3 separate regions of the Pan troglodytes genome follow, and regions 1 and 2 are each linked to region 3. A link is a contact called in public Hi-C data. All regions are on one chromosome and are shown on one strand. Each heading gives the region's core, a stretch centred on a gene start, on an enhancer-like site or on the middle of the called end of the contact. The rest is flanking DNA. Distances are from core to core; before and after follow the strand shown. Region 1 has its middle 65 kb from the start of TSPAN11. Region 2 overlaps TSPAN11 (tetraspanin 11). Region 3 has its middle 83 kb from the start of SINHCAF.

Evidence for each region. A called contact is a pair of places that touch in the nucleus more often than the background predicts.
Region 1: a contact with region 3 is called in a Hi-C map of induced pluripotent stem cells, with 3 times the contacts expected there. The contact joins two enhancer-like sites. A contact is called at or near these places in 4 of 7 Hi-C or Micro-C datasets (induced pluripotent stem cells, lymphocytes and stem cell-derived neural progenitor cells).
Region 2: a contact with region 3 is called in a Hi-C map of induced pluripotent stem cells, with 1.8 times the contacts expected there. The contact joins two enhancer-like sites. A contact is called at or near these places in 3 of 7 Hi-C or Micro-C datasets (induced pluripotent stem cells and stem cell-derived neural progenitor cells).

The regions. Positions count from the first base shown.
Region 1 is chr10:64,656,883-64,661,498 of NHGRI_mPanTro3-v2.0_pri, reverse strand. No RefSeq gene overlaps it. Among named protein-coding and RNA genes, the nearest start is that of TSPAN11, 65 kb to the right of the region's middle. Within about 2 kb of position 3,153, at least 2 of the 24 cell types and tissues checked have an H3K27ac peak or open chromatin away from gene starts, as enhancers often do. A contact at or near this core is called in induced pluripotent stem cells, where this site is marked.
Region 2 is chr10:64,533,339-64,538,055 of NHGRI_mPanTro3-v2.0_pri, reverse strand. TSPAN11 (tetraspanin 11) reads left to right here. Exons shown (of 8, transcript XM_016923700.4): 7 at 127-213. It overlaps LOC104001578 (a long non-coding RNA gene), which reads right to left. Exons shown (of 4, transcript XR_008538488.2): 3 at 3,824-4,717. Among named protein-coding and RNA genes, the nearest start is that of TSPAN11, 58 kb to the left of the region's middle. Within about 2 kb of position 3,070, at least 3 of the 24 cell types and tissues checked have an H3K27ac peak or open chromatin away from gene starts, as enhancers often do. A contact at or near this core is called in induced pluripotent stem cells, where this site is marked.
Region 3 is chr10:64,259,542-64,264,322 of NHGRI_mPanTro3-v2.0_pri, reverse strand. No RefSeq gene overlaps it. Among named protein-coding and RNA genes, the nearest start is that of SINHCAF, 83 kb to the right of the region's middle. Within about 2 kb of position 1,787, at least 2 of the 24 cell types and tissues checked have an H3K27ac peak or open chromatin away from gene starts, as enhancers often do. A contact at or near this core is called in induced pluripotent stem cells, where this site is marked.

The DNA of each region.
Region 1 (4,616 bases), core at 1,904-4,403, 400 kb before region 3:
ACCAGGTATGCCAAGTGTCATGGCCACCTCCAGGTAACTGCATGTGTTCAGGACATCAGAGCGGCCCACATTTGCACATTAAAAGGATAAGGTGGGAGGGCCGGGTTTTTCACGGGCTTCGTGAATGACACACCTGGTCAAACCAATCCCCTGGGCCCTCTGTGGGCGGCAAGCCACCCAGGTGACGAGGCAAGAGACTAAAAGCACAAGCTATTCCAGTATAATAAAGAAAATACTTAAAATAAGAATAGTTATATTAGGCATAGAATATAGATATGATTATATATGAATATTACTAATCATTAGTTTATAGCATTACTCTTTATTCTAATATTATAATAATCTTTGTTCTACAATTATAACCTAGGAAAAACCAGGACATACAGAGATAGGAGCTGAAGGGACATGGTGAGAAGTGACCAGAAGCCTAGTGTGAGCCCTCTGTCACACCCAGACAGGGCCACTAGAGGGCTCCTTGGTCTAGTGGTAACACTAGTGCCTGGGAAGGCACCCGTTACTTAGCAGACCTTGGTCTAGCTGTAGCGCCAGTGCCCGGGAAGGCACCCGTTACTTAGCAGATCGGGAAAGAGAGTCTCCCTTTCCCCGGTGGAGTTAGAGAAGACTCTGCTCCACCACCTCTTGTGGAAGGCCTGACATCAGTCAAGCCCGCCCGCAGCCATCCGGAGACCTAAACGTCTCACTGTGATGCTGTGCTTCAGAGGTCACGCTCCTGTTTCACTTTCATGTTCTGCTCTGTACACCTGGCTCCGCCTTCTAGATAGCAATAGCAGAATTAGTGAAAGTATTAAAGTCTTTGATCTTTCTGAGAAGAGCATAGAAGAAATAATGACGTAAGCTATCCTCTCTCTCTCCGCCTCGGCTACCTAAAAGGGAAAGGCCCCCTGTCCGGTGGACACGTGACTCACATGACCTTATCAATCACTGGAGATGACTCACACTCCTTACCCTGCCCCTTTGCCTTGTACACAATAAATAACAGCGCCACCAGGCATTCGGGGCCACTGCCAGTCTCCACATCTAGGTGGTAGTGGTCCGCCGGGCCCAGCTGTCTTTTCTTCTATCTCTTTGTCTTGTGTCTTTATTTCTACGACCTCTCATCTCCGCACACCAGGAGAAAAACCCACAGACCCAGTAGGGCTGGACCCTACAGCTCTATGCAAATCAGATACTGCCTCCTCCAGCCTCCCATGTAACCGACCACTTTTCTGCCCTCCCTCTGTCTCTGTACAGGGGAGCTGTTTTCTTCTTTCTTTCTTCTTTCTTCTTTCTTGCCTATTAAATTATCCGCTCCTTAAACCACTCCGCATGTGTCCATGTCATTTTATCTAAATCAGCATGAGACCAAGGACCTGATGTTCCTCCAGTCATTGGAGCCATATCAGGGCCATTTACTTTGATAGAGAGACAAAGCTGGTTTAGTGGTGGATAGGGGGCTTGGTCATTAAGGAACTCATTTTTGGACATGGTGAATTTGGGTATTAACTGCTTATAAAATGTAATGCTATCAGATCCATAACACTTTCCAGGAACTGTGGCTTTTTCACTGGGGTTTTAAGCTCCTCTGGGAAAACGAGGGGCAATGTTGGACAGGAAGAACTCCCACCCTCCAGGAAGCCCGAGTGGACCATCCCTTCCCCAAAAGCAGGCTTCCTATCAAAGCTGCGTTGTCCTTTTCATCCTTTCTCCCTGCATGCCTCCATCCAAAAATAGAAGTGTGTTACCCTGCGGGTTCACTGAGCCTCCACATAACCACACATGTCAAAATCATGGAACACTGAGGAGGCCTTCTCAAAATATTTTGGAATTATCTACATTCAGTTTTAGTTTTTAAAACTTTAAAAAAATGCAATTGTACTTTAATTCACCTTGCATCCTGATAGCATTATAAATTTGAGGATAATTTTAGAAAATGGAGATTATTTGTTATTCCCATGATATACTTTCTGGGAAATATAAGTAGGAAATTTGCATTTAATGGTTAATTCCACTACTCCCTTAAAAACATAATATCTATGAGCAGTTCAGCAGTGAGGGACATTTAAAATAGAAAAAAAAATCCTCCGTTAATATTTTTATGTTCCACAGTAGTAAAAAGGTGAAAGTTATTTGTTGGTCTCAATAAATGATGCTTGATCTTTTAAAAATCAATACTAAGTGTTTGATCTTAATATATTCCAAAAAGCTTCTCCTATAACTGTGCCTGGTTTCTGAAACAGATTCCAAGGAGACTATCACCACCAAAAGACTGCTCAACAACCACCCAATCTACGTTGTCACCCTTCTTTGATTGGATATTTCAATCAATAAAAAGTATAGAGCACATTATTCATATATGTGTGTGTATATATATGTATGTACATGTATACATACATATACATATACGTACACATACACATACATGTGTATGTATATGTATGCATACATATACATACATATACATATACATATACATACATATATACACATACATATATACACACACACAGACATATACATACTTTTTTTTGGATGGGGCAGGGGGCCTTTACTTGGGTGATAAGGTGGTCTGTGAAGGGCTTTAAGGGAAGGTCTCATCTGATCACATTGGCTTTCTGGTTGTGTCTTGAAGAATGGGTCAGAGAATCAGGAGGCTGTGGCTGCTGCAGGGGAGGGGTGAGGGGGGCCCAGGGCTAACAGTTGTGGGGTCCAGTAAAGGGTGCAAGTGGAGGCCGGCAGGTCATACATCCCACTGCCAAGAGCAGCCGCCTCTCGACCTGACATCACCCCTGGAACCAAAAAGGGGAAAACATGTCCTTCCTGCCTCTGTCTGTGGTAAGTGGGCCCCTCCAGGAGGCAGGGCTGCAGGCAGCATCCCCGTGACCCGGATATAAGGGCAGAACTGCGCCTGGGGCTCGCTGCTGTCTGCAAGGTCCAGGAGGGAGGAGGGTGCAGACACAGGCCCTATTTCTGACCCCGCAGGGCCGGGAGCGCTGGAGCCCTAGGAGGGTCTGATCTACCTGTCGCCCACCCGTGAGGTGCATGAGTGCAAAGGTGTGGGAAACCGCCAGACTCCTGAGGCCCTGTGGGGTCGCAAGGCACCAGGACCCCTGGATATGGCTTAACTGGGTTGCAGGGAGAGGGCGCCCTTGGGAAGGGCAGCCTTTAGCCAAGGGATTCTCAGGGAACCGACATGCTTGTCTGAGCTCCGGGCCGGGTCCACCTCCGCTGGCTGGACAGCTGCCTCCACACCCAGACAGACCCCGTGGGGCACAGCGTCCCGCAGGGCTCCACAGTACCCCGCTTTCCAGCGCCCCTGGAACCCCTGCCCAGCCCACGAGGTACAGATTCTGTCATCTTCACTGAGTCCTCTGGACCCTGCTAGACTAGCCCAAGGTCACACAGCCGGACAGCGGAGGAGCTATTTCTTTCTATATAATACATGTATGTACTTACTAATATATTCACTATGAAACAAATGCTTTTTAAAATATGCTATAAAAACTAAAAAGTTCTTAACATATTCACCTTTAGTTATTAATTACATAAAAATGTCTGCTCTCATTAAAATATTATCCATAATCATATTTGTAGTGAGAGCAATGTGGTAGAATTTGCACCTTTTTAAAAAACCTTGGAATTATTCTTTGAGATACATCAATTCAAATATCTCAAATACCAGACTTTTCATACATCAATTCAAAAGTTCAATTTCTTTTTTTTTTTTCGAAAGTTTCATTTATATTCAGGCTTGCTTTTAATGGTTGTCAGAGCTGAAAAAGATAACTGGCAAAGGCACAATGTGCACACTGAACAAAGTGTATTGTTAGTAAGAGGAAGAAATCCATATCTTAAGAGAATTGGGGGCCAGGCTCACTCCTGTAATCCCAGCACTTTGGGAGGCCGAGGCTGGTGGATCACCTGAGGTCAGGAGTTCGAGACCAGCCTGGCCAACATGGCAAAACCCCATCTCTACTAAAAATACAAAAAAAAAAAAAAAAATTAGCCAGGCATGGTGGAAGGTGCCTGTAATCCCAGCTACTCAGTAGGCTGAGGCAGGGGGATCTCTTGAAACTGGGAGGCAGAGGTTGCAGTGAGCTGAGATCACACCACTGTACTCCAGCTGGGACTACAGAGTGAGACTCAGTCTCAAAAAAAAATTAATTTAATTAAAAAGTTAAAAATAAAAAGAGAATTTGGGGGTTTTAAGACAACTTCTTGTTGGATCCAATTAGGTCTTCATTGTTTTTAGCTAATAGTGACACTGATTCAGAGATTATTCCAGGCACAGGAGGGTTGATTCTGACATTCGCTTGCTGTTTTCTTGTCTTTGTATAATTACTGTTCTCTTCAACCTACCCATTTCTTTGCAGAAATCTTTATTTTAATTTCTGGGATACATGTGCAGGATGTGCAGGTTTGTTACTTAGGTAAATGTGTGCCATGGTGGTTCTTTGCAGGAATCTTTAAGTCACTCATCCATTTCATGAGGGTTAGTTTAGTTCAAACCAGATAATACATTTTAATGGAGCATGAGCAAACTGCAAAACATTGCAATATGAAAGCTAACAAAGTAGTCAGGAGGCCATTGTCCACACTTTTGCATAATGAACCCCCTC
Region 2 (4,717 bases), core at 1,821-4,320, 270 kb before region 3:
AAGGTTGGGTCCAGCCTGTGAGTCCTCTGGCCTGTCCTCGGCCTCTGCTGCAGTGACAGCCCGCCCTCCGTCCCCACCCATGCCTGCTCCTGGGCCATGGCCGCATCACCTGCCCTTCTCTTACAGGGAGGCTGCCTCACCAAGCTGGAGCAGTTCCTGGCCGACCACCTGCTGCTTATGGGGGCGGTGGGCATCGGGGTGGCCTGCCTGCAGGTGAGTTGCAGTGCGGGGACTGCGGGGGTGGAAGGGCTCTGAACCCCTCTCCCATTGACACAGGTCTTCAGTAACCACCTGGGCTGAAATAACTGACCCTTTGCACACCCGCACCCTACCCTGCTCTCTTCTTCTCTCCCCTTCCCTCTGCAACCAAGGCTGAATCCCACGGTCAGTCTCTCCCCCAGAGAACATGAAGGAAAATAGCTGGGGACAACATGAACTTGTCAGGAACAGGGACCTGGGCGGAGTGTGAGTGTGGGCTCAGGTATGTGCATGCACCCCATGTGTGTGCACGTGGAGGTGAGCGTGCAAGCCATCTGTGGCACGTGTGTCTGCATGCTTCTGGGTCCATGTGGTTGGGGTTGTATGCACGTATAGGTGTTTAGGGGTGCTTGTGCATGTGTGTGTGAGTGTGCACGTATCTGCATTCATTCCTTTGTGTGTGCATGTGTGTTTGTGTGTGTGTATAGTCAGTCCTCCATGTCTGTGGGTTCTGCATCCGTGAGTTCCACCAACTGTAGATGAAAAATATTCCAAAAAATGGATGATTGCATCTGTACTGAACAACCTTGCCATCATTCCCTGGGTAATGCGATATACCGACTGTTTACGTAGCATTTACACTGTATGAGGTAGTATAAGTAGTCTAGAGATGAGTTAAGGTATTATATAGGGGAGAATGTGCATAGGTTATATGCAAATATTGCACCATTTTATATCAGGAATTGAGCATCCATGGATTTTGGTGTCCAGGGCAGTGACTGTGTGTGTGTGTGTGTGTGTGTGTGTGTGTGTGTGTGTGCGCGCCCTCATCCAGCTGTCTCCCTGAGGATGAGCAATGCCTTTAGCTCCCATTTCTCCCTGTACCCTCTCCCCTGGCTGCCACCCAGGAAGTCAGGGTGACTCTCTCAGGTTACTCTAGTCAAGGGTCCGAAGGAGGGGAGCCAGGAAGGCCTCCTCAGCGGCAAGGGCCCCTGCAGTCCCCAGCTCACGAACACGCCTGCTTCCGCTCAGCAGGAGCTGAGTGTGGGCTGTCCTTCTAGGAGTCTTGCTGTCCTGCGAAGCCCTTCCCACTCCAGGGCTAAGCACCATCTAGAGAAGGGGAGGAGCAGAGGCTTTGGCCCCAGAAGGCCCGGGTCCAGTCCTGGCTTTGCTCCTAGGTAACCTTGAGCTACCTAACTTCCCTGTCCATTGACTTCTTCATCTGCAAAATGTGGACCATTTCCCCAGCTCTTAAGGTCTAAGAATGAGGCAATGCTTGCAACCCACTTACGAAGTACCTGGCACATAGGAAGGCCTCCAGAAGTGGAAGCTGTCTTTCTCCAGTTTTCTGTAGACTTCAGAGGATTTCTGATGCTTCCTCTCATTGGGTCCACACAACAACCTGAGACCCAGGCCAGACAAGGAGTAGTGTTCTTCGCTTTTTTTTCTTTTTTTTTTTTTTTTTTTTGCGACAGTCTCACTCTGTCGCCAAGGCTGGAGTGCAGTGGTGCCACCTCAGCTCACTGCAACCTCCGCCTCCCAGGTTCAAGCAATTCTCCTGCCTCAGCCTCCCAAATACCTGGGATTACAGGTGCCCACCACCACGCCGCCTAGTTTTGTATTTTTAGTAGAGGCTGAGGTTTCACCATGTTGTCCAGGCTGGTCTCGAACTCTTGACCTCAGGTGATCTGCCCACCCCAGTCTCCCAAAGTGCTGGAATTACAGGCATGAGCCATGGCACCCAGCTGTTCTCCACATTTTACAGATCAGAAAGTTGAGACCCAGAGAGGTGACTTACCCAGGGCCTCACACCCTGAACCAGCACCCAGGTCTCCTGGCTTTGGTTCTTTGCTTTCCCGAACTCCCTACCATGACACAGAGATCTGTGGGAAAGAGAAGCAGGGGACAGTGGCCTTGGCTGGCTTGGAGAGACTTCCAGTGCAGGGTCCTTGGAAACCATGGTGCCACCTACCCACATCATCTGTGGGCCTGGAAGGTCTAGCTGCAGCCTAACACACTGGGAGGAGGGTCTGTCGCCTCTGGAGGGACACCCATCTTGGTTCTGCCACCTACAGCTGTGTGACTGACCTAGGGCCAGTTCTTTCATCTCTGAGCCTCAGTTACTCATTTGTAAAATGGGGCTAGTTATACCTTATCTGCTTGCCTGGTGGTGGGAATTAGCAATATCCATGTAAGTCACTTGGCTCATGGCTGAGCAGATAGCAGGTGTTCAATAAATGATACCCATCATTTTTATGATTTCTGCATTAGTACGTTGTCTCTCAAAAAAAAGCTTGGCCAGACCAGCCTGCTCCCCATCATTCTCACTCAGCTGCAGGGCCAGGGAGCCCAGGTGGCATGAGCATTGCCCCTCTATTGCACTTCCCCAGGGCAGGCCTTCTGTCCTGTGTGCTGAACCCCAGGGGAGTAGTCAGTGGGAACAGGAGAAGGTATGCTCAGCAGCACAGAGCAGTTGAACTTTCCAGAAACCTGTTACTCCAGGTGTTGAGGGGGCCTGCTCTGTCCATTTCTTCTTCACCTCTCTGGCCTTGAGAGCCTGTAGAAGCTGCAGACGAGGGCAGTGAGGCTGAGGGCAGGGAGCAGGACTGCGGATGCCCAGAGCCGACGGTCAAGGTAAACCACACAGCTGCATAAGTCTGATATTGAAGAGGTCAGGTTGTTGAGCAGTGGACCTGCAGGCCTGCCACTCCTCCTGCCCACTCACAACCCCCACCACGCAGTCTGTTCCTTCGCCGTTGCTATGGAATGGCTTTCGGTGGCTCTCAACCTCTTGCCCAGTTTTCTCTGCTGTGGCCCACTGAGCCAGCCCAGGAGCGGCCAAGCCTCGGGTTAGGGCTCCCTCTGCCAGCTGACGCTGGGCACTGCACTGCTCAAGTCCCAGGTGGGTCCTAAGCTTTGAGAAAGGGCTCATACCAGTCTCTTCCCCAGGGTCATAGTTTACCTCCTAGAGAGCAGACACCAGGCATTTATCTCCCCTACATACCCAGCCTGGCACTTCCAAGACCCCCAAGGCTCAGGAAATATCAGTCCAACATGGTGTCATAATGTTCCCCAGCCCCCAGCTACTGCAAGAAATCTTGCTTGGGAGTTACAGGGCCTGATTTCTAAACATAGCCCCACCTCTTGCTGTGTGACCTCAGGGAAATCTCATTCCCTCTCTGAGCCCTTAGTGTCCTTACCTGTAAAATGGACAGATTGGATATTTGTGAGCCTTTTTTAAGTAGCAGCATCCTCTTTTCAATGGAAATATCACGTAGGAGCCCAGTATATAAACCATAGGAGGTGGAGCTGTTTCAGGCAGGGACAAGCCTAGCATGACGGCCTCCCCTCACTGCCCTTGGTGGCCCTGAGCTACACTAAGGGTTTCCAATACAGCTTGAAAGCTGTGGGTCTAGCCCATTTCTATGGAACCTTCTGGATCTAGTGTTCTATGATTTTTCAGTAAGGTTCCCATCGCAGGAACCAGTGACCTTGAGACTGATGTCCTGCAACACCTGGAGTGTTAAAGTAGATGGTTTGTGAACACTGAAAACTAAGCAGAATATTTAATGAAGGGAGCACACCTTGATTTCAGCCAGGTATTTGGCAATGCATTCCTTGTTACCTTGTGGACGTGTGGACCAGGCACTTGTATGCTCAGGAGAAATCAGGGCAGGCTGGATGGCCACGCTGTGAGAGAGAGATGAGAGATGAGAGTTCACATCAGCTTGGCAAAAAGTCTCCAGGAGCGGGCCGTGGCCTTCAGCCTCAGACCTGTCTCTTCATTTTTCTTGGTGATCTCAACGAAGACCCAGGAAGCATGCTCAACTATTTACCTAGCATTTCTGGTCTGTTGTATGATAAAGCCATCATTGAAAAAAGAGCTCGTTGGATATGAAGATGTGCTGAAACGAAGGGTAAAACCTTTAATAGAATTAAAGTCCTTGCACTTGAGCTTTGTTTTGTTTTGCACTTAAGCCTATAACAGAGAGAGGGCATCTGCCTGAGTTACATGATAGGGTGCTGCCCACAAAGATGTGGCCTGGAACTGCACTGGTAGAAATCATGGAGAGAGTCAGGGTGTGGGAGGTGCCAGCTCAGGCCACCCTCCAGGTGGGACCAGACCTCCGCAGAGCCCCGGGGCAGTGGTCCTCAACCTTGGCTGCACATTGGGATCACCTGACAAGCTTTAAAACTACCCCAGGCCTGTAATCCCAGCACTTTGGGAGGCCGAGGCAGGTGGATCATGAACTTAAGAGATCAAGACCATTCTGGCCAACATGGTGAAACCCCGTCTCTACTAAAAATACAAAAATTAGCTGGGCATGGAGGCGCGCGCCTGTAATCCCAGCTACTCAGGAGGCTAAGGCAGGAGAAACGCTTGAACCCAGGAGGCGGAGGTTGCAGTGAGCCTAGATCGTGCCACTGCACTCCAGGGCGACAGAGTGAGACTCCGTCTCAAAGAAAAATAAAATACCCCAGGCCTGGGCTCCCCGCAGCAAAATGAAACAAAATGGTC
Region 3 (4,781 bases), core at 538-3,037:
TAATATTTATTGGAGCTGGAGGTCCTGGAGCAGCACTGTATGTCTTGCATCTGGCACTGTTCGATCAGATGTTAGTAGGGGCAGAAAGAATAACCCAAAAACCCTGAGACAAACTGGGTGCCAATGATCAGTACAAGTTCAACTCGGTGAATATGGATTACAGCAAACTGAAGCAAGAAGGCCCAGATTTCTAAATGAAATGTTTCACTCTAAAGCTGCTTAGAATGAAGCTCTTCCAGGAGCCATCCGCACAATTTCCCACTTAACCAGGAAACATTTCTCCTCTAAAATACATGAAATCATCTTGATGTATTATTTTGGAGATTACACTAATTAATACATATCCGAGACTCGAAAAAACTAAAAAAGAAGGTTTCATAAACAGAAGACAATTCAAGGGAGTTCCTGTGATCCTAAAGGGAGGAAGGATTTTTGCCAAAGGGTGAGAGAACAGAGAGATGAAAGCTATGGAAAGGACAACAGCGCAATTTAAAGCTTGAGAAACCAAAGGTAAATGAGAATGGCAACCACAACAAAAACTAAACCTGAGATTGAAGGGGAACTGAGTCTTCAGAGGAAAGAAAGCAAAGGAAACATTGTTTGAAAGGTTAAGGATATAGGTAGCTTGCAACTATTCTCAACTGGGCTTCCTCATCTGAACAGGGTTCCTTATTCCTCATCTGACCCAGAGTACATGACATAATTCGAGTGATTATTTCTTAATTCCCATAAGAATGGCAAATTGGCCGGGCACAGTGGCTTGCATTTGTAATCCCATCACTTTGGGAGGCTGAGGTGGGCAGATCGCTTGAGGCCAGGAGTTTGAAACCAGCCTGGCCAACATGGCAAAACCCTGTCTCTACTAAAAATATAAAAATTAGCCAGGTGTGGTGGTAGGCGCCTGTAATCCCAGCTACCCGGGAGGCTGAAGCAAGAGAATCCCTTGAACCCAGGAGGCGGAGGCTGCAGTGAGATGAGATTGTGCCACTGCACTCCAACCTGGGTGACAGAACAAGACCCTGTCTCAAAAAAAAAAAAAAAAAAAAAAGCAAATCTAGAATCCAGAAGGATGGCACTGATCTAGATGCATGGAGGGTGAAGTTGATCAATTCCATGCAATAGATGACATCGGGCACCGGGGCTTAGAATCCAGGTTTTAAAAGGCCTGCTGTTAAGATGTCTGTTTGAGAAAAAATCATAATACCAGAAAACCAGAATCAGCAACTAAAATTTAAAATAAAAATAGAGATCTCACCCAGGGGACTTTTAAGCTTCACTGAGGCAATGTGGTATGATTCTGGAGTGGAGTGAAAGCCTTTTCTGACCCAGATATCCTGTCATTAGTGTTCACAGCCAACACACTCTCAGTTGTGCCTACCTGGCTTGCAGCATTGGGCTCTGCCCCCCGGCCTCTGTTATTTCGGGACCCTATCATCCCCATTGCTGGCAGCAAGCCCAGCGCTGTAACAGCATCTCCTGCCATCAGCCTGCCCTTTGGAATGCTGGGCGGCAACTCCAGGGCTTCTCTGTGATGCTGGTGCCCTCCTCACCAGGCCATGCCTTCGCACGCCGGTAAACAGAGTATGCTCTGGGCCCTCCTAGGGAACACTGTGGGGGCTGGGTTTTCTGGCCTCTATAGTCTAACCAGTTTGGCATGCCCACTGCTCTGGACATTCTGATTCCTTCCTTCACCATTTGCTGTGGCAGTTCTTCCAATTCTACCTCACTTAACGTGGGTCAATACTTTTCCAGGCCTCTAAGAGGCAACCTCTTAGATGTTGTAATGTAGTAGTATGTTGGCGCCATCTCCTGGGGTCCTCGTCAGGGTGTAAATTCCGTACCGTAAAAGAAAGTTCTCCCTTTTCCAATTTGTATTTTGTTTCCTTTGGTTCAGCACCCTCAGGATCCAGTCCCATACATATTCCCCCAGTTCCTGATGGTTCACATTGACCAGGCCTACAACTACTTTTTTTTCTTAGCAGGTTTCTTTGTTTTCTTAGCAGGCCCAGCACTTCTGTGGCTGGGTTATGTTCTAACTTGCCCTTAGCTTCGGGTCTGATGGCCAAGAGAGGAGGTAGAGCTGAATCCTGAGCAGAGCACGAGTTTTCTTGCAAGACAGGATCTTCCGCATGATCTTCAAATAAGCCGGAGGCTCTAGCCTCTAACAGAGAGGAGTGGATCACTTCTGCAGGCCCTCTTCCCCACTTATTACCGGCAGCCTTGCACTCACAGGAATGCCTTTCTTCACAGGCTTCCATTCCAAAGATCTTATTATCGAAACCGCAAATATGTCGCATACCAACGTCTGGGCCCTTTTAATTACTGTCATTGCCTCCTCCCTAACAGCTGTCTACAGCACCTGAATTATTTTCTTTGCACTGTTAGGACAACCTCACTTCACGGCTGTAATTGTCATCAACAAAAACAACCCCTTCCTAATCAATTCAATCAAATGCCTAACAATTGGTAGTATTTTTGCTGGATTTTTAATCTCCAACAATATTATTCCAATATCAGTTCCCCAAATGACTATGCTCCTTCACCTAAAACTCACAACCCTCAGCGTAACTATTTTAGGCTTCTCACTAGCAATAGAACTTAACCTTGTAACTAACAATCTCAAACTCAAGCACCCATCACAAATATTTAATTTCTCCAATATATTAGGATTTTACCCAATCACAATACACCACACAACACCACACTCAAATTTCCATGCAAGACAAAACCTAACCTCTCTTCTACTAGACCTGATTTGATTAGAAAAATCAACATCAAAAAATACTGCCCAGGTTCAAATGATAGCCTCCACCATTGTATCTAACCAGAAAGATCTAATTATGCTCTACTTTTTCTCCTTCCTTATCCCATCTCTCCTAACTCTATTCTTAATTATCTAACCCTATTCCGTCACATAATCTCAATCACAATAAAGATCCTAACAGAGATCAACCAGCAACCACCACCCACCAACACCCATAACTGCACAAGGCAGCTACATCCATAGAATCCTCACGAAGTAATTCTATTTCCCCAACCTCAAAAGTCACCCAGTTTTCCATATTTTTAAAATCAGTTACAATTCCCACCTCATCATAATCAATTAATCACATAATTATCACCAACTGTAACAGCAACCCTAATAGTGAGGCATCCCAAATAACAACACTGACCCTCAGGTCTCAGGATGCTCCTCAGTAGCCACTGCCATTGTATAACCAAAAACCACCATTATTCCCCCTAAATAAAATTTTAAAACTATTTTTTTTGTTTTTTTTTTAATTGATCATTCTTGGGTGTTTCTCGCAGAGGGGGATTTGGCAGGGTCACAGGACAATAGTGGAGGGAAGGTCAGCAGATAAACAAGTGAACAAAGTTCTCTGGTTTTCCTAGGCAGAGGACCCTGCGGCCTTCCGCAGTGTTTGTGTCCCTGGGTACTTGAGATTAAGGAGTGGTGATGACTCTTAACGAACATGCTGCCTTCAAGCATCTGTTTAACAAAGCACATCTTGCACCGCCCTTAATCCATTCAACCCTGAGTGGATACAGCACATGTTTCAAAGAGCACAGGGTTGGGGGTAAGGTCACAGATCAACAGGATCCCAAGGCAGAAGAATTTTTCTTAGTACAGAACAAAATGAAAAGTCTCCCATGTCTACCTCTTTCTACACAGACACAGCAACCATCCGATTTCTCAATCTTTTCCCCACCTTTCCCCCCTTTCTATTCCACAAAACCGCCATTGTCTTCATGGCCCGTTCTCAATGAGCTGTTGAGTACACCTCCCAGATGGGGTGGTGGCCGGGCAGAGGAGCTCCTCACTTCCCAGTAGGGGCGGCCGGGCAGAAGCGCCCCTCACCTCCCGGACGGGGCGGCTGGCCGGGCGGGGGGCTGACCCCCCCCACCTCCCTCCCGGACGGGGCGGCTGGCCGGGCGGGGGGCTGACCCCCCACCTCCCTCCCGGACAGGGCGGCTGGCCGGGCAGAGGGGCTCCTCACTTCCCAGTAGGGGCGGCCGGGCAGAGGCGCCCCTCACTTCCCCGACGGGGCGGCTGGCCCGGCGGGGGGCTGACCCCCCCACCTCCCTCCCGGAGGGGACGGCTGGCCGGGCAGAGGGGCTCCTCACTTCCTGGTAGGGGCGGCCGGGCAGAGGCGCCCCTCACCTCCCGGACAGGGCGGCTGGCTGGGCGGGGGGCTGACCCCCCCACCTCCCTCCCGGACGGGGCGGCTGGCCGGGAGGGGGGCTGACCCCCCCACCTCCCTCCCGGACGAGGCGGCTGGCCGGGCAGAGGGGCTCCTCACTTCCCGGTAGGGGCGGCCGGGCAGAGGTGCCCCTCACCTCCCGGACGGGGCGGCTGGCCGGGCGGGGGGCTGACCCCCCCACCTCCCTCCCAGACGAGGAGGGAGGACGCTCCTCACTTCTCAGACGGGGTGGCTGCCGGGCGGAGGGGCTCCTCACTTCTCAGACGGGGCAGTTGCCAGGCAGAGGGTCTCCTCACTTCTCAGACAGGGCGGCCGGGCAGAGACACTCCTCACATCCCGGACGGGGCGGCAGGGCAGAGGTGCTCCCCACATCTCAGACGATGGGCGGCCAGGCAGAGACGCTCCTCACTTCCCAGATGTGATGGCGGCCGGGAAGAGGCGCTCCTCACTTCCTAGATGGGATGGCGGCCGGGCAGAGACGCTCCTCACTTTCCAGACTGGGCAGCCAGGCAGAGGGGCTCCTCACATCCCAGACGATGGGCGGTCAGGCGGAGACGCTCCTCACTTCCCAGACGGGGT